2 separate regions of the Danio rerio genome follow, and region 2 is linked to region 1. Evidence: chromatin contacts called from public Micro-C data. All regions are on one chromosome and are shown on one strand. Each heading gives the region's core, a stretch centred on a gene start, on an enhancer-like site or on the middle of the called end of the contact. The rest is flanking DNA. Distances are from core to core; before and after follow the strand shown.

Evidence for each region. A called contact is a pair of places that touch in the nucleus more often than the background predicts.
Region 2: a contact with region 1 is called in a Micro-C map of caudal fin, with 5 times the contacts expected there. The contact joins the enhancer-like site here to the promoter of rxfp3.3a1 in region 1. A contact is called at or near these places in 2 of 18 Hi-C or Micro-C datasets (caudal fin and fibroblasts).

What each region holds. Positions count from the first base shown.
Region 1 is chr7:33,942,339-33,947,750 of GRCz12tu, forward strand. It overlaps rxfp3.3a1 (relaxin family peptide receptor 3.3a1), which reads right to left and starts at 3,909. Exons shown (of 1, transcript XM_005168953.6): 1 at 1-3,909. The coding sequence starts at 3,785. The coding sequence ends at 2,766. pias1a (protein inhibitor of activated STAT, 1a) reads right to left here. Exons shown (of 15, transcript XR_012383356.1): 15 at 5,113-5,412.
Region 2 is chr7:33,845,554-33,850,606 of GRCz12tu, forward strand. No RefSeq gene overlaps it. Among named protein-coding and RNA genes, the nearest start is that of uacab, 82 kb to the right of the region's middle. Within about 2 kb of position 2,013, at least 4 of the 62 cell types and tissues checked have an H3K27ac peak or open chromatin away from gene starts, as enhancers often do. A contact at or near this core is called in caudal fin, where this site is marked.

The DNA.
Region 1 (5,412 bases), core at 2,659-5,158:
TAAAACCCAATAAACGAAGAGAACTCAAACCTGTAAAACCCAATAAGTTAAGGCAACTCAAACCATTTGAGGAAACCGATTGCTACAAACCATTTGAGTTAAAAAAAATAATCTATATAAGTATTGTGAACTTACCCCATTTAAGTTGAAGTAATGAGGTATTTAATTAACTCATTACCTTCAAAACTGAGTTTAAAATTTCTGTCAATTTTGAGTGAACCACACTCATGTCATTTGATAAAGTTGACTGTTGGGTTGTACAGTGTACTATAACCCTAACATAATACTCTAATGAGAGTTAGCAAAGAGACATTTGCAATTATTATAGTCAAACGAATGTTAAGAGTGGGCCATGAAAATAAAGTTAAACCCAAACAGTATTTTCAGAGACAAATAGAAATTTCCCTCCTTGTGTGGTTTCTAGACGTTTAAACAAATAGTATTTGGATGCCACATAAAATGAGAGCAGATGCCAGCCTACTGCTTTGATTTTAAAGGCTCCTTTCTGTTTGAAAACCGTCTTCAGTGGGTAAATGTTTGCTTCCAAAAAAAGACTCTTTCATTCAGACTTTTCCTCAGAGTCTGCTGGCCTCTACAGACTGAAGCCGAAGCTGTGACGTATCATAACCAACACAACATGGTCAAGAGCATCACTTCTGTGCCGGCCGGGTGTCCATTAAAGAAGCTCCCATGTGAGTGTGACGGTAAACAGTAGCAGATGTACCGTCTTTTCAAATCTTCCAAATTGCCTGCAAATGACCCTCATTAGCTTACTGTGTAAGTGATTTAAAGCAACCACAATTTAACAAGACGTTAAGCATTCTCATCAGTTATGATCCTGATCGGCCCCTTTTTCTGGGTAATTAACTGCACGCCGCAGAGCTGTCATTTCAACAGGATACAAAAACACATTCGGATATGTGCAGAGACTAATATGGCCTTGCCTGACTAGATGAAACATTTCTGCCGCGCTGTTTCCTCGTGTATTTCCCAATGCTTTGAATCACGAAGCTCTGATCAGGATGGAAGGTCGTTTCTTGGCTGAGAGCTTGTGAGTGTCTGTCAGTAATGCTAACTGAAAATAAGACATGTCTGATAGGCAAGGGAGAGGGGGATCCAGTGAGTGTGTGTTAACATTCAGAACATGTGCTGAGAGAAAAGAAGAATTAACAAATTGGATTAGAACCCTAAATTTGCTAAGGATGGTCATCCATTCTTAAAATGCTGTGTAAAATATAAGAAAATATTCTTTCAATAATGCTTTTGAGAAGAGGTATTTAAGCAGTGTATTAAAAAAATGATTGGATAGTTCTTTCAAAGGGTGTATTTCTAACTCAATATTTGTATAAGCATAAACAGTTGAAGTCAGAATTATTAGCCGCCCTGTTTATTTATTTTATTTTTTTTTACAAATTTCTGTTTAGATTTTTTCGGCATATTTCTAAGTATAATAGTTTTAATAACTTATTTTTAATAACTGATTTATTTTTTCTTTGCCATGATGACAGTTAATAATATTTTACTAGATATTTTTCCAGACACTTATATACAGCTTAAAGTGACATTTAAAGGCTTAACTTGGTTAATTAGGTTAACTAGGCAGGTTAGGGTAATTAGGCAAGTAATTGTATAACGATGGTTTATTCAGTAGATTATCGATAAAAAATATAGCTTAAAGGGGCCGATCATTTTGACCTTAAAACAGTTGTTAAAAAATGTAAAACTTCTTTTATTCTAGCCGAAATAAAACAAATAAGATTTTCCCCAGAAGAAAAAAAAATATTATCAGACATACTGTGAAATTTCCTTGCTTCGTTAAACATGATTTGGAAAATATTTAAAAAAGAAAAAAAAATCAAAAGGGGGCTAATAATTCTGACTTCAACTGTATATTATAAAACTAAACAAAGTTTTCTCAGACTTGTCATAATTAGCCTTGCCACCAAACAGCATATTAGCTTTTCTACTGAATTTAGTCTGCAAGATAATGAACCTGCTGATATCAAACTTTATCGCCAAAAAATTCATCTTGCCTTCATCTGACATTTATGAACACCATGGCCTTGAAAATGATGTATACTGTTTTCAATACAAGTGTCAGATTTTCAAAAATCCATGTATTTCCCAGCAGCAGACGCCAAAATATTCACAATGAAATTTGACTGACGGAAGAAGTTCATTTAATTATATTTTTTAAGAAGGTATGTACCCTACTTGCTGTTCAAATCCATCCTACAAAAACACAGTTTCTGGCTTCTTAAACAGTATCTGTGTGTTTATTAAAATCAGGTTTTAATTTAATTTAACACCCCCAAACATCAAGATACACACAATTGTCCCAGAAATTGGGATCAAGTGTACAATACTGTATTAGGTTTACAACTTTCCCGCAAGAGGAATGATAAGCATATCAGTTTTGTTCACAGAAAATAAAAAATGTAATGCCGCTGAATTTAATTTAGCTGCACTTTTCACGCAAAAGATACTATTTTATATTAGCAATTTTTCTGTTTGAATGTTTTACAAAAACTGTTCCACAAGAACTGTACACTGTACCAAAACAATCACACATACAACTGATATACACCAAGTGTATATTGTTAAAGTGCAGTTCACCATGAACCCATGATTTCCACAAATATGTAAACACATCTTCAGGGCTCAAATGAAGAAATAAAGCTTGAGGAGAAGTAAATAACATTCTGAGTAAAATAACCCATTGAACAGGAAAGAACACGGGTTCCACAGGACGAGAAACACGTTTCTCAGACTCGAATAAAAAGGTTCTTAATTTTTTTCCTGAACTCTTTGCGCATCAGACAGTAGATAAGTGGGTTCAAACAGCTGTTTGCGTGCGCAAGGCACACGGTCACCGGGAACACGTAGGTATGAACGATATAGTACGACTTATCCCAGTACACCGCGTTGAATTTCACCAGCACGCCCCAAAATGTGATGGCATGATTGGGCATCCAGCAGAGGAAGAAGGACAGGACCACTATGGTGACGGATTTGGTGACTTGCGTGCGCCGTTTCGAGCTGTTCTTCATGCTCCGCTGCCGGATGAGCCTCAGCAGCAGCAGGTAACTGACAGACACGATCGCCATGGGCAAAACAAACGCGATGAGGATTTTCTGGACATGATAGATCGCCAGCCAGTACTGTCCGTCAGGAAAGCGCAGTAAACAAAGTTTTTCACCGGCCACGTTAGTGACTGTGGAGAAAATGGATGTTGGCGCGGTGGCCACGGTGGCCAGAGCCCAGAGGATCACACTGACCCACCGTATCGAGCAGCCGGTCTGCCTGCTGCGGTCCTTCAGAGCCGAAGCCACTGACCAGTAGCGCGTAATACTCATCGCCGTCAGGAAGAAGACGCTCGCGTACATGTTCATCACGGTCACCGACAGGATTATCTTGCACATGGCGTCTCCAAACGGCCAGCTGAAGTCCAGCGCCGTGTCCACTGCCCAGAAAGGCAAAGTCAACACAAACTGGAAATCCGTCACCGCCAAGTTGAGGATGAAGAAGTTTATCTTGGATATGCGTCTTTCTTGCCTGACGCGAATGAAGAAGAACACCAACAGATTTCCAACCAGACCCACGACGCACACCACAGAGTAGGTGATGGAGATCAAGCACCTCAACACCGGACTCCCGTCGGCGGACACGTCGATGTCCTCCAGACTTTTGAAGCGCTCGCGGTCACTGATTGATCTGTTTATTACACCGCTCTGATTACTGTCTCCCATCATATCCAGCGACTTCACAACTTCGGTGTTTCCCATGTCTTTACGCGCACTTAAATATTCATTCTACCAAACTGTTGTTGATTCAATTAATTTGTGCGTGTAGTTTTTGGCCGTACTCACCCTTTATGGCCACAGTCAAGTACATGGTGTTGATAGTATTGAGCAGAATGCGGCGCGCTCTACAATTTATGTCGGGCGCTTTTCAAATGTCTCCGCCCACCGAGATCAGCGATTCGTCACTGAATAAACGCAGGCTGATACAAACACCTTTCAATTTTTTTATGCACGTCGTAACAATATAAAAAACATTCTCTTATGAAAATTAACCATGTTTTTTTTTTTGCATTATTCTTGATTAATTTGTGGAAACAGAAACTGCAGTTAATATAATAAAGAACAACAACAAAACATGCTTATTAGATACACTTTTGCTATAATAAATCCATGTATCATTTTCGGAAGGGAGACATAAATGGAAACATGTACAATAACTAATATTAAGGTAAACAAGACTAATGTAATTTTTTTATTTATTATTAGCTCATAGTTCCTATCCTGCATGCCATTCTTAAATCATGGTTTACATTTTTTTGCACATGTTTGTGAATCTACAGGCTTTAAATAACTTATTAATCATGATTAAATAGAAATATCAATAAAAAAGTCATTATTGCAGGTATTTTGCTTAAATAAGGCTATATACTTTAAACATGTTACATTGCAGTAAAGCAGGTGGATCTCTGGGTAAGTATTCACTGCCATCTGCTGTTCACATGTAAATATGCAGCCTAAGTACCAACATTAATACAGCTTGATGCTCAGGGATAAAGCCTTGAGCATCACTACACAAAAGAACGGCAGGATAGAAATCCCTGCGCTTTACAGTAGGATTTATTTTAAAGGCATTAGAAATCTGAATACATTCAGAGCCACCCCTATCTACTCTACATTTGAGAGGTTATGAGAGTTGGATGGTTGTATGTGGCTTCTATCATTCATAAAAGGCAATCTAGAAGATAGAAAAGAGCTTTTAAATGCATATATACAATAAAGAGGTGTTAGAAATAATCTAAACTCTCCCTGTGAGAGTTGAAAATGGGTTAGCGTTTGTTGCCCCAGATACAGTTGCTGCTGAAATATGAACAGGCACCAGGTTAGTTCTCAATTTAGAATCTTCACCTTTTCCACAGATTGATTCAGGCTCGTCTGACCTTTATCGCAGAGCAGAACGCCATTCAGCTCAAACGCCTCGTGTCTGACTGTCTTACAGCACTTACTTCCCAGTCAGCAAGTTAAAGTAGCCGAGCTTTTCATAAAGGAGAGAAATGTTTAATATCTCAAACATCAAGAGCCAAAAAGGTTAACTCAATGCATTTTATTACATCTAAATGTCTCTACATAAACATGTAACATTCAATAAGTAAACAATTTCTTTCAATGCATGTAATAAATATTTTTTTTCACTTAGTACTTTATACAAACTGACATTGGTCTACTGTACAATATGTCTTCCACATCTTAAAAATCTTTTTTTTTCCTTTTCTTAAAACATGCCACAGACACAGAGTGGATGAAGTTTAAGGCAGTGAGCATAGATGTCAGCTTACTGAAATGGAAAACAAAATAAAAGCTGGACTTTGACACCGAGTCCACTCATAGCACA
Region 2 (5,053 bases), core at 763-3,262, 99 kb before region 1:
CAACCAAATCCAATGCTTTTAATTCTGGGATTGTCTGAACAAACGCATTTGTTGTCAAATACACAACATAAACAGCACCCATACTGTTTAACTACTGCCAAGAAACTACTTCTACTGTTAAAAAAAAAAAGGAATCCCCTAAATGTAAACTGTGGCTTGGAGAAATTACCTGTTACATTTAGAGCGAAATATATACTATTTGAAAAGAAAACTCAAACAATTTGACAAAATTTGGAATCTTTTTATTTGTGACCTTGAAATAAACTTGGAATAATGCATCAATTCTGTAATGTTGTAAAATGCTTTGTCATCATACTCTGTTCTTTAAACAGGTCTTTGTAAACAACCTGGCTTATGTGAGTGTTTTTTTAGATTATTATGAATTTCATATTTCATATTCATATTGTTTTTCCTTTAATTTTTAAAAAAAAAATTTTATTTGCTTTGCCTACGTTATATGTGGACAAAATATGTAAACAGAGAATCCTCTTCTTTCTATATCTGTCTTCCATAAAACTTATTTGACAAAAAATACTTTGTTGAATCAGCTTAAGGGTTGGAGCAAAACTGTGCAGAGCTGCAGCCCTCCAGGAATACAGTTTGAGACCTATGCCTTAAAGTATCATGTGGAGCCACTTTATCTTTGACTGTAGGACTTTGGCCCTCACACCTGAGACCGTAACTTCATCTAAAAATCTTCTTGAATGTTCTACTAAAGAAAAAAAAAAAGTCACCTACATCTTGTATGGCCAGAGGGTGTATAAATCAACAGCAAATTTCCATTTATCTTTTTAAGTACAACACCTCTGTGACAAGCTGTATTGTAATTTTCCATTGTTTTAGGATACTCTGAAGTCGTGATTGTATTTTTTTTTCACCATTATGTCTGGATAATTCCCTGTGCTGGTATGCTCAGACCGTTGACTCTCTCTGTGGGCACTTACACCCAGGACTCAGCCGTTTGTTGTGTAGATGACTCATAAATATTTCCTTCTGTTTTAAGCTAGCGTGGCAGATAGAAACTACCTCTCTGAAAGTCTCAAGCATGAAAGGTTAGATGGACAGCCACGGCTCCTCTGAGCATCCTATACCACCCGACACCTGCAAGCACCCGGAAACCATTTTTTTCAGGGCATTTGCATTTTGATCCAGGGCAAGCTGCCATCATTAAGGTGCAATCAAAGTCAGACGATGCTAAATCACAGCAACACAAACCTGCAAAAGCTACAGATGAAAGGGGGAAGATTAGAGAGATTTAAAGGATATTTAAAGCCATTAATCCAATACCTTGCCTTAGAAAAAAAGAGAAGGAAAGCAATTTAATTAACATCCAGGACAGCAAGCTGAAGGGATGTTACACACTTACACACTCACGTCAACATCAAAAGAGCCCAGCCTTGTTTTAACTCATTTTAGGTAATGAAATTAAATTCTGGTATATGAAAGCAAGGCTATTTTATGGATAGTTCTTCAAGTCTGGCATTTCAAGGTGAATTAGATAAAAAAAAATAAAAAAAAACATAATTGAAAATTATTACAGTGTTGTTGCTTGTTAAAAATCCAGCAAACTCTCACTTTGGAAAGACGTAGGCGAGAGTGTCCCTTTAACTCAACACTACAATAAACCCCTGTGTAGCTCTCGAAACACATGGTATTAATTTAGCTTTGCTTTTTTTCTTCTTCTTGCAAAGTGTTCTATGAGGGTTTGTTAAAGTTTACCAAATGTGGCTGTATTTCAAGGAAAGGAACAAATGCAGATGTAATTTTCCACTTTTACAGCCTGTTTATGTATTGTGAATTCCTTCCTAGGAGACGGGTGCTTTCATGTCTTAATTGGATTGTGTGACTGCGGCTTTGTCTAACAAATGCACATTTTCAATGCTAATGATCGACAGTCACAACCCTGAATTTGCCTAAAGCACTTTGACTGTGAGCCTAATGTGTAATGAATAAACTAATACCTTATGTTCTAGCAGGAACATGAAACATTTGAAACACCTCTAGAGCCGCACCTTCACCCTGCTGCTGGCCTCCTGCCGGAGGTATTAAATGAAGGAAGTAAACACTGAGAGCGGGTGCACAGACCTGCAGAATAGCTCAATCTAATCAGGAAATGATGATTAGTGAGAATGACACTTGGTTCATTAGTTCAATGACATGATCGTGCAATAAAAGTCACTGAAAGGTTTAATGATAAACAGTGATTGGCAGTCTGATTAACAGAAGCACTATAAGTATATCTTCAAAGCTAGTACAGTGATCAGCATAATTGAGTAGATCCCATTTTGAAAAGGAACATTTTTATCCATTTCTCAGTGAATATAGGCAATGTATTTTGGTCTATTTAAACAAAACATATTTATCAAAGATAGATTTATTAAAATAATATTTTAGTCACCAAACATATTTAGAAATTAAAAGATAGTTCAATTCAAGCTAAATATTGCTATATTTACTTTAAATATGTATTTAATATTTTTCTATAACACAAATTTGGCTTTACTAGTTTTTGAACCGTTATTGTACAGTAAGTATTTTGTTAGATATGCTCCAGATTTGGCTTCAGTACTGACTAATCTAATGTATATGCACAAATATAATATTGTATAGCATCCTATTATACAGTATTAATTTTAAAGATAGATTAGTGGAGGGTGTACTTATATATATACACTGAGCACCTTATATACACATCACATATTCAGGGCTATTGTTCACAGAGCATAGTGCAGTCCCAAAAGAGTCATTTTGTATTTTAAATCATTATATTCTGCCACTATCCATCAAATTACTAGGTTTTAGCCATTTGTCAGCAAGAAGTTGTAATGTTTATTTATATATAGCGCATTTATTGTGTATGGCAATACACCCAAAGCGCTTCACAATCATGAGGGGGGGTCTCTCCACACCACCACCAGTGTGCAGCATCCACTTGGATGATGCGACGGCTGCCACAGGACAACGGCGCCAGTGCGCTCACCACACACCAGCTATTGGTGGAGTGGAGGGACAGTGATAGAGCCAATTCGGTGGAGAGGGGATGATTGGGAGGCCATGATCGTAAGGGCCGATAGAGGGACTTTGGCCAGGACACCGGGGTTACACCCCTGCTCTTTCACGAGAAGTGCCATGGGATTTTTAATGACCACAGAGAGTCAGGACCTCGGTTTAACGTCTCATCCGAAAGACGGCGCCCACTGACAGTTTAGTGTCCCCTTCACTTTTACTGGGGCATTAGGACTCACACAGACCACAGGTTGAGCGCCCCCTGCTGGCCTCACTAACACCACTTCCAACAGCAACCTGGTGTTCCCTAGTGGTCTCCCATCCAGGTACTGACCAGGCTCAGCCCTGCTTAGCTTCAGTGAGTAACCGGTCTTGGGCTGCAGGGTGACATGGCTGTGACGAATAAATAAAACAAAATGCAGCACTATCAATTATTTTATCAATTTAATAAATAACGGTTGTGTGCAATGTTTGCATGTTTATAACCACATCAGAGCATAGTGGGGGTCGTGGGAGTCACAGGCTGAAAAGTTTGGAAACCCCATAGTTTTTATATTTAGTGTTAACTATACTGTACAGTTGAAGTCAGAATTATTAGCCCTCTGCTTATTTTTCCCCCAATTTCTTCTTAACAAAAAGTTTTCTTCAACACATTTCTGAACAAAATAGTTTATATAACTCATTTCTAATATCTGATTTATTTTATCTTTGCCATGATGACACTAAAAAATATTTAACTAGATATTTTTTTAAGACACTTCTGTACAGCTGAAAGTGGCAAAAAAATATATATGAAGCTTGAAATGCTTAGCTAGTTAAATTAGGTTTACTAGGCAGGTTAGGGTAATTAGGCAAATTATAGTATAACGGTGGTTTGTTCTGTAGACTGTCAAAAAATAGCCTAAAGGGGCTAATCATTTTGACCTTAAATTGTTCTTTAAAAAATTAAAAATTGCTTTTATTCTAGCTGAAATAAAACAAATAAGTCTTTCTCAAAAAGAAAAAAAAAATATTATCAGACATATTTTGAAAATTCCCTTGCCCTGTTAAACACCATTTGGGAAATATATATATAAAAAATAAATAAAAAAGAAAAATCAAAGGGGGGCTAATAATTCTGACTTCAACTGTAAATAGCAACAAAGAAATTTTATTACATTTTATATTTATATTGCATATTCATTTTAAGTTTTTATTAGAAAATAATGATACCCACAAATTAGGAACTAGTACTTTCATATAAGATAGTCCTGTCAAAATAAAGTGCACAGGCAGATTTTAGAGGTCACTTTATAAAAAAGGTTTAGATTACCTTTGCCAATAATTCTGGTAATTTAATAGAAGTTAAAGGTAATTGACAAAATCTCAAAGTGAATTTTTCATCCTACACATTATAATTATGATTGATTACACGTTCTTATACATCATTAAATATTTTTTAAATGTCATATGTGAAATTGATCAGTTATCAGTTATTGATCAGTTATCAGACATGCATTAAAGGCATAGGTCACTCATAAATGAAAATTACCTTACTGTCGCTTATGTGGTTGTAAAGCTTTATAAGCATCTTTCTTCTGTTGACTAGAAATAAATATATATTTTAAAGAATGGTGGTTCACTGTAAAAAAAATACTGGCTGTTCCACACCAAGGAGTTGAACACATTCAGCTTATTTTAAATAAGTAGTTTGAGCAAGCAGCAAAAATTGAGTGCTGGGACTAATCAATTTCCATAGTAAGAAAAATATTACTATAAACGTCAATGGGTGCCAGCGACAAAATATTATTCAAAATATCTTTCAAAATATCAAATAGATCTTGAACAAGTGAAGGTGAGTAGATAATGGCAGATTATTCATTTTTGTGTGAACTATGCCTTTAAATAGTCACCAGCTTATCTGCCACAATATTAATATCGGTACATCGAATTTATAAATGATAACCGTTCTGAAGTCCACATAAACTAAACAAATCAATGTTTTCTCCAGCGACTCCAGCCTGTTGGCCAGTTGAGGTCCTTAACGAAATAAAGGCCTAGAAAATAC